2 separate regions of the Gossypium hirsutum genome follow, and region 1 is linked to region 2. Evidence: chromatin contacts called from public Hi-C data. All regions are on one chromosome and are shown on one strand. The core of a region is the stretch at or near the end of the contact, and the rest is flanking DNA. Distances in the headings are between cores, read along the strand shown.

What was found. A called contact is a pair of places that touch in the nucleus more often than the background predicts.
Region 1: a contact with region 2 is called in a Hi-C map of leaf, with 2.5 times the contacts expected there. The contact joins the enhancer-like site here to the promoter of LOC107962253 in region 2. A contact is called at or near these places in 10 of 34 Hi-C or Micro-C datasets (callus, leaf and petal).

The regions. Positions count from the first base shown.
Region 1 is chrA06:105,903,247-105,907,448 of Gossypium_hirsutum_v2.1, reverse strand. It overlaps the pseudogene LOC107962252. Among protein-coding and RNA genes, the nearest start is that of LOC107962253, 120 kb to the right of the region's middle. Within about 2 kb of position 2,493, at least 7 of the 9 cell types and tissues checked have an H3K27ac peak or open chromatin away from gene starts, as enhancers often do. A contact at or near this core is called in leaf, where this site is marked.
Region 2 is chrA06:105,779,833-105,784,441 of Gossypium_hirsutum_v2.1, reverse strand. LOC107962253 (guanylate-binding protein 1) reads left to right here and starts at 2,244. Exons shown (of 14, transcript XM_016898571.2): 1 at 2,244-2,848; 2 at 3,534-3,695; 3 at 3,785-3,850; 4 at 3,962-4,105; 5 at 4,251-4,364; 6 at 4,550-4,609. The coding sequence starts at 2,582.

The sequences.
Region 1 (4,202 bases), core at 1,244-3,743, 120 kb before region 2:
TATTAGTAGAAAAAAGGGTTTATCTGTTAACCCTTTGCCACAGTAATTATGCATAACTCTTAATCATTCCTGTTACTTTTTTAACCCTCGTCTCTATCCATCCTTGGAAGTTAAGTTGGTAAATCTTTTGTTGTATAATAGTTCCTGCCTTGCTGTTTCTAGGAAGTAATCGTTATAACTACTAAAACACTATGTACCTAGGGAAGTACATATGGAAGGTCCTTGTACTTCTGAAACTGAAATATGATGTTGAGTTTGTCAACTTGTGGATCTTAGCATGATTGTTTTGGATTGCTTAGACATGGTCTTGATGCTTTGTCATCCCTGTTAGAAAATATGTTGAAAGTCTCATTAGTTTATGATTTTTATCAGAAATTTACTAGAGTCAATCTAATATTTCTTTCTGGCTAGGGACAATTTAAAAGTTCTGGCTCATTTTTTGTAGGTAAGGTGGGATGATATTGATGCCAACAGGCATAGTAGGGTTTCTCCCTGGGAAATTGAGCCATCTGGTTCAGTTTCCGGTTCTAACAGCTTGATCTCTCCTGGTTCAAAAAGGAACCGAGTTGGATTTCCTTCAGGAAATTCTGAATTTATGGTTCCTGGTAGGTTTTTCTGCATAACTAATACTCTCTTTTGTGTCAAACGATAGTATTTGACATAGTCCGTTCTTTTAACAGATGGAATTAGAGCATCAGACTTTGGGGAGTCTTTGTGGTCCCAGGTATTGCAAGTTCAAGAAAATCTGGGTTTTAACTCTCTTTATGATGGTTCTGATAGTCCGAATATGCATTGGTCTGAAATAAGGGTTGCATTCCTGGTTCTATTGGTTCTGATTTTTCTGCAATAGGAAATATTGGTAGAGACTCACTGGTGAGTCCTGATATTTCCCGTAAAAGTGTAGGCTTTGGGGAATCTTTCCGATTCCATAAGGTCTTGCAAGGTCAAGAAATTTTTGTGTCCCCTCCATATAGAAATGGTTCAACTGCAGATGAAACTCAAGAAAATGACGCTTTTGGTCTTGCTGATGTTGGTCAGCTGTCGGGAACTAGAAGTGGATGGTCTTCCTTGATGCAGAGGTATAATACTCATAGTCGTACACGACCATCTGCACCATCTACACAAACGTCCTCACCATCTTCAGTGTTAACGTTCCTACAAGTGAGCAATCCAATTCTGAATTTCAGTCCTATTTATAATTCTAATAACCAAAAAAGGGAACAGGGAGTTAACAAACAAAGTTCTTTTCATGCACCTGAAATATACAAGGGAAAGCTATTTCCATCTTCATCCAGTGAACATGATTCCCGTGCGAGGGATCTTGGAAGCACAGATTTATTCGGTCATTCTATTGGTTCTGTTCAACTTGGTTTTGCTCCACCTCTAGCAGCTCAACCAGTATTCAGGACTAGTCAAGAATTAGATTCCTCCTGTAAAAGTAGCTGCAGACTTTTCGGTTTCTCCTTGACTGAGGGAAGACATGATGCTAGCAAGGAAGAAGACGTGGTACAAGCAACCTCATCATTGGCGCCTGGAGCGATTTTACCTTGTGTTAGGGAAGAGTTTCACCCAAAGCCTTCGTCGGTGACGGACACAGTTGGAAGCAATTATACTGAAGTAAGCAATCTCTATGCTGTCAGAGATATGGTTTTAGATATTGCATTGTAGACTAGTCGTGAAAGGCAGATCCACAAATGAGTTCCATAGACAGGGAAATAGAGCGTTTTACAATCAAGTTGAAAACCTGGAAGCATTAGATTCCACGGTGCCTTTGCTGTGGATAAAGAGGTTTCATACAACTTGAAGAGTGGTTGGTTGGAAAAATGTTTCATTTTTGTGGTAAGCTTTCAAGCTGTTGGCGGACTTTCAAGGTGGTGGTGTTATTAAAATCGAGACTATGTTTTGAGTCTCGACTTCTATACTGATGAATATGCTGCTGCAAGAAGATGCCTACAGTTGGTGAAGTGATTGTTTATTTTGATTCTATGAATCTAGCGTTATGACCTAAAATTGAAAATTTTTGTAAATATTTTATTAAACCACTTGGAGTTTATCTTAAACTGCAAGTATTAAGCTTTCTGATGGTTTTCTATTCTAAAACCTAAGCTGTTCTATTGTATATTTCCACGGTTGAGTCTGACCAACCCCCACTGCAGACCTGGAGATTGTCATGTTTCTTGAAGCACAACCCTGTAATAAGCTGGTGAGGAAACAATGTATTGGGCCAAACAGCCAGCAAAACCGAGTCCTGATACCTTGATCAAGGCGTAGGCCCATGCCTTTAACTCTCTTCCATGGGGGCATCATCATCTACCTGGACATCACCGTACAAAAATTTAGTGCACGCACGTTAGTAACATATTATTTGAAGACAAATCAGAAATGTTGACTTCGAGTTTAAATGCCAGAATAAGTCGGTAACTTACCGTCAAAATCTGACGGCACCCAATCCACCTACATACTAGATAAGGTCCACGAAGAGTTGACTGTCCCAAATTTTCCGTGCGAAATAAATTTCCGTTGATGTAAAATAACATAACAACAAATGCCTGAAGCCCACATAGCATAAGGCTTTAAAAACCTTTAACAACAAAATAAACAATTGAAACTCAAGAGTTAACACATGAAAAGGATTAGGTATGCACGCATGACCACGGACTAGCCATATGGAATGGGAACCAACTTTGTAAATCCCGGAAAAGAATTCAAAAGTGACCCTAAAACAAAACTCCGGAAATTAAAGCCCTTCACGACTCTAGCTAATGCATTGATACCCATTGTTTGCAATAGAGTGAATTGGGAGCTCCCCAGACCACAAAAATAGAGTGGTTATATATTAGCTCACACCAATCTCTCGAATACTAGAGGGCACAAAGGTGGCTAAACCCTTTGCACAAAACAAAGCCTAAGTTGCCCAAACCAGAGGCTTAAAACTGAAAAGATTCGAGCTGTTCAGCTAAAAATTCTATCGAAAACAGTTACTTCCAGCTAAATATGTGTTGTAAATAGTTACCTGGTAAATAAAAAAAGTTATTTTCAACTAATTCTAATTAAAAAAAAATTGATGCGAATGAACAACAGTCTACCAAGCTTGTAGAATGATTTTTCTCGATAAATGTTCATATAGATGGGCGTGTGCGGAAGAGGATCATAAGTTTGTCTAAGTCATAGATTTGGTCCAGGGTCCTAGACGAATGAAAAACTCAGAGTTTGATTCAACTTGAAACATATACAAATTCAAGTTAGATCTAAAAATATTAAAGGAATAGATAATTAAGATAAATAAATAAATAAATTAAAGATTTGAATAATTAAACAGGGAAAAAATAGAATAAAAATGAAAATACAGAACATAGAATAATTAAGATGATGGGTAGAAGTTTTAAGTAGTATTGGAAACCTGATGAATTCACAATGCTCTTTAAACGGCTCTAATTTTTCCTCCAAAACAGAAAATTTGGCAAGAAAAAACTTGAAGATGATCCTCACAATTAGGGGTGAGCGTTCAATCGAATCGAGTAAAAAAAATTCAAGTTAATCGAGTTCACAAGTCCTATTTTATCATTCTAACTCAATTCAAAAAATTTTCGAATCGAGTGAAACTAATTCGAGTCAAATCGAGTGAAATTGTTCGAGTTAAATTTAAAAGTTTAAATATGTCAAATAAAAATATTGTTACAGTATGACTAATTCCATGTTAGAGCACACAAACTTAAAACCATATATATTTGAAAAAAATTTCAAAGCAAAAAAAAAAAAAAAGAAGATACTTGAGCATGATACATTTGAATCATTAATTAGGTCCCAAAATTATTATTTTAGAAAATTTTTAAAATTTTTACTTTTTTATATTTTTAGAATTTTTTAACAATATAAAATTTGAAATTTTTATAAATATTTTGAATTTTAAAAATTATTTTAATTATTTTGTAATTTTTGTTAATAAAGATCAATTTGCTTATTTTCAAAGTTGACAAGGACCAAGATAGTAATTATACCAATCTGTTATTCGAATTATTTGAGTTATTTGAATGATGAAATTCAAGTCATTTTGAACTCGAAACTGGAATTGAGTTATTCGAGTTCACTCGAATAATTCGAATAACTCAAAATTCATTTTTTTTTTCAATTTTTCGAATCGAATTGAGTTTTGCTCATATCTGCTCGCAATCTAAAAAGATTATTAAAACTATTTTAAAAGA
Region 2 (4,609 bases), core at 995-3,494:
ATTGGTCCTTGTCAAATTTGAATATATAAAGTAATGGAATATTGAGTAAATTTCATTGGTAATCATATATCTATTAGAAAGTTTTTTTTTGGTCTCTCAATTTAAAAAGTTATAAAATGGTCACTTAATTATTTAATTATTTTACTTACAGTCACTAGCCATTAAGTAACTAATGGAAAATTGATGCGGTAGCTTTTAAAATTGGTATAATAACAACTTTAATCCTTAACATTTATAGTAATGCCAATTTAATCTTTGATTATAAAAAATTTAACTTTCAACGCTTACATATTGTAATTTTATCCTTTTACACTTTTGCTTTTCTTTGTGACATTTTCTAACATTATCCTTACATTTGATTCAATGGACAAGTGAACAACGACAAGAAATAGAATGACCCAAATTTGAAAAAATATAGTCATTTGTCTAAAATATTAAGAATGTAATTAAATTATATATTATTCTATTAAATTGTATTTAATAATTATGTTAAAATATGATTAAATTATTTATTATGATTTTTGTTAATTCATATTTTAATAATAATTATATTAATAATGTTATTAAATTATATATTATTTTATTAAATTGTATTTAATAATAATTATGTTAAAATATGATTAAATTATTTAATTTATATTTTTATTAAATTATATTTAATAATAATCTTATTAAAATTTAATAACAATAACAATAATCATCTACCTAACAAAAATTATGCTAAGGGTATTCTAGTCATTTAAGTATTTTTTCTTATACTATTACAACAGTTATTCCATCCAACCAAATCCAAGAATACTATTACAACTCTATTCAATTGTTATTCAATTCCATTGAGCTAAATAATTAAATTATTGATTACAATTTTATTCTATTACAACCTTATTCTATTCACCCTAATCAAACGTGATGTAATAGTATTACATTTCTTTGAGGGCTTTGTTTCTATACTGGACTAGGCCATGGTGGCCTCTGTTTGTATGGGATTTTGTTTCTCGATTTTGTAATCCTTTTCTCTATTAAATGAAATCGTATCATTGTTTAAGCAAAATTGAGGCAAAAGACTAAAGGCATCAAATGCATGATTTAAGACTATTTAACCAACTTTTATAATGTTATGGCCTCAATTGATTTCGCTGGAAATTGTCATATTACAAAGGTTATTTTATAATTGGGACCATTAAGACCAAATTCCCTCGTCTTGTTATTATAGGTATTTATTTACATTTGTATTACCTTATGTTATAATTATATTTAAAGTTGATATTGTATGTATTTAATAATTTAACAAGTTGCATTATATTAATTTTGATATTTTGATATATTTTTATTTATTTACTTTTTGTTAAGGATAAATGATTAAAATAGTCACTTTTATTTGCCTTGGGTTATATTTTAGTCACTTATATTTGAAATGTTACGTTTTAGCCACTTACATTATCATTTTGTTACGAAATGGTCACTCTGCCATTAATATTTGTCACCTCCCAAATGGCAATCTGACATGATAATTAAAATGGGTTTTAAATGCTAACGTGGATGAGAAAAATTAATTTTTTTTACTAAGACTAGAATATAAAATTTTGCCCTAAAACCCAATTTGCTCCAGTCTAAAAAGAAGCAACATTTGACTTTTTTTTTGTTAATTTACTTTCTACTATTTTGGTTCAATAAAGATAATTATGAAAATGAATGATTTTTTTTAGTTGAAATGGAAGCAAAAACCAAAACAGACTAAGTGTTATTTTTTTTCCGGTTCAAGGATGAATCTAATGTATTGGTCTTGATTATTTCGGGAAACCAAATTAATATTTTCTTTTAATTAATTTAGAAAATTCAATCAATTAAGTTTATTTAATTAAAAAATAATTAATTATTTGGTTGGACATCTACGATGGTATTTAAAACCCATTTTAATTACCACATTGGACTATCGTTTAGAAGGTAATAGATCTTAACGACAGAATGACCATTTCGTAACAAAATGAAAATATAAGTGACTAAAATGTAACATTTTAAATATAAATAATTAAAATACAACCTAATACAAATAAAAGTGATTATTTTGACAGTTTATCCTTTTTATACATAACTTAGTTTTCTTTGGGGTTAAAAAATATCTTAGTTTTATATTCATTAATAAAGACTAAAGTCAAGAAGGAAGTAAGAAATAAACTAAAAGAATAAACTCTTGGCCACCAAAAAAAAAAAAAAACCTAAAAGAATAAACTCTTGAATAAAAAGAAAATCCGAAAACTCCTTTATTAACAAGCTGTCGTTCAGCGTATGAGACTAAGCAAATGGAAAGACTAAAACACCCTTACGCTACACGCGCATTAAACAAAGAAATCAAGTACATCAGCGTAATTTCGTATTCATCACCATCAATATAAAATAATAAAAGCCCATAAGCGTGTATCGCTTCATTTCCCTCCCCAATTTGAAACCTTTCTCTGTGGGGTGGAAAACCCAATATAACGTTGCAAGAACATAGTCCCCAATAAACTTTCTAAATTAGAATCAAAAGCGAAGAGAAATTAGAGAGAAAAATTAAGTGAACAACGCAGGATCTCAAGAAAAGATGATGAGATTTTTTGGTATGGGAAAGGACTCCACCGTCGATGTGTCGCCGCAGTCATTCGGTCATTCGGCGTCTGCATCAGCGTCTGTGTCGGCCGCCCCGGTGACTGGTCCCGCAAGGCCGATTCGGTTGTTGTACTGTGACGAGAAAGGGAAGTTCCGGATGGATCCGGAAGCGGTCGCGGCTTTGCAGCTTGTTAAGGAACCAATTGGGGTCGTTTCGGTCTGTGGCCGGGCTCGTCAAGGCAAGAGCTTTATTTTAAATCAGGTAATTTTATTTGTATTTTCTGTTTACTTGTTTTGAAGACAAATTGGAGGAAATTTATGTTCTTTCGGTGTTTTCGTAGGCGAAATAACGAATTCTAAGGTTTGTGATTTTAGTAGTAGGGATGCCGTAAATTTAGGGGTTTAAAGGGATCAAGTGTGGAATGTAGCATTTTGGTTTAAATTTTCTGTTTTTAGAAGCCTTCATTTATTATACCCGTGATATCAACATCAAATTTAAGTTTCTGCAAGTGCATTTCAGCTTATAAAGATACAACCAACGAGGTTGAGTACTATGCTTTCTAGAAAGATCTTAGGTAGAGGTAATTATAGTTTCTGAGTTACAATTTATAAGCGAGCATGAGTGAAGAGATACTTATATTTATGCGTCCGATGTGAACATGTTCACTCTGTGCATGGGAGTTTAATGCAAATGCTACTATAAAACTTAGTTGAATGATCCAAGTCTGACCAGCTGTTTATCATTTTCGATAGACCTAGATTTGAGATGGTTTAGCTTGTATCCTTTTGTTCTCAATCTTTGGAGAGGGTGGATATTTGAGCTATGTTTGGTTTCATGGTTAAATATTATGTAATTGTAAATGATTTTCCCTAATTGAACCTTGTATGGCATCTGTTTTTTTTTTTTTTGAATCAGCCTTTGATTTTTTATTTTTTATTTGCTATAGCTACTTGGAAGGAGTAGTGGATTTCAAGTAGCACCAACTCATCGTCCGTGTACAAAAGGGCTTTGGTTGTGGAGTGCACCATTAAAGAGAACTGCTCTTGATGGAACTGAGTACAATCTTTTGCTGTTAGATTCTGAAGGAATAGATGCCTATGATCAAACAGTTTGTTTTCGCTTACCTTTTTGACAATGGATTGGTTATTAAGTAGTTTGATTGTTTTGACTTATGCTTGTATCTTGTAAACTTGACAGGGAACATACAGCACACAGATTTTTTCATTAGCTGTCCTCTTATCTAGTATGTTCATCTACAACCAGGTCTGTATTTTATTAAAGAAAGTATTGATATTTTTTTCCTTTGGACTGGCTTGTTAACGAGGGTCTTTTTACCATTTCCCCAAGTTTTGATTGTCTACTTCTGATATTTAGATGGGAGGTATAGATGAAGCTGCACTGGATCGTCTTTCTCTTGTCACTCAGATGACAAAACATATTCGAGTTAAAGCTGGAGGAAGAACAACCTCAGCTTCTGAACTAGGGCAATTCTCCCCCATCTTTGTTTGGCTTCTAAGGGTAATATTTGACTACAAACAGACCCATTTAAAATCTGTTTTATTGTTGGTTATCCTGTGTTTAGTTCTTTATTATGGATGTTATGTTCTTATGGTTGTCAAATCTACTTTCTTAAGTTCTATATTTTAAAATATTCTTCTTGCAGGATTTTTATCTGGATTTGGTGGAGGATAATAGGAAAATAACTCCCCGTGACTACCTAGAACTTGCTTTGCGGCCAGTTCAAGGTAGTGGGAAGGATATAGCTGCCAAAAATGAGGCAAGTCTTAACATAAATTTTAATTAGTGAAGTAAAAGAAATCAATTAATTCTGTGGAAGCTTGATGACAAATGAAAACGAAGTGTCTTTAAAGTGTCTTATTGATTAATATGCAAAATTTGTTGCATGGTTATGCATGCAAATTATGTGATAGACACTGATCATTTATGTTTAATTGTTGATAGATCCGAGACTCTATTCGAGCTTTATTTCCTGATAGAGAATGCTTTACCCTTGTGAGGCCT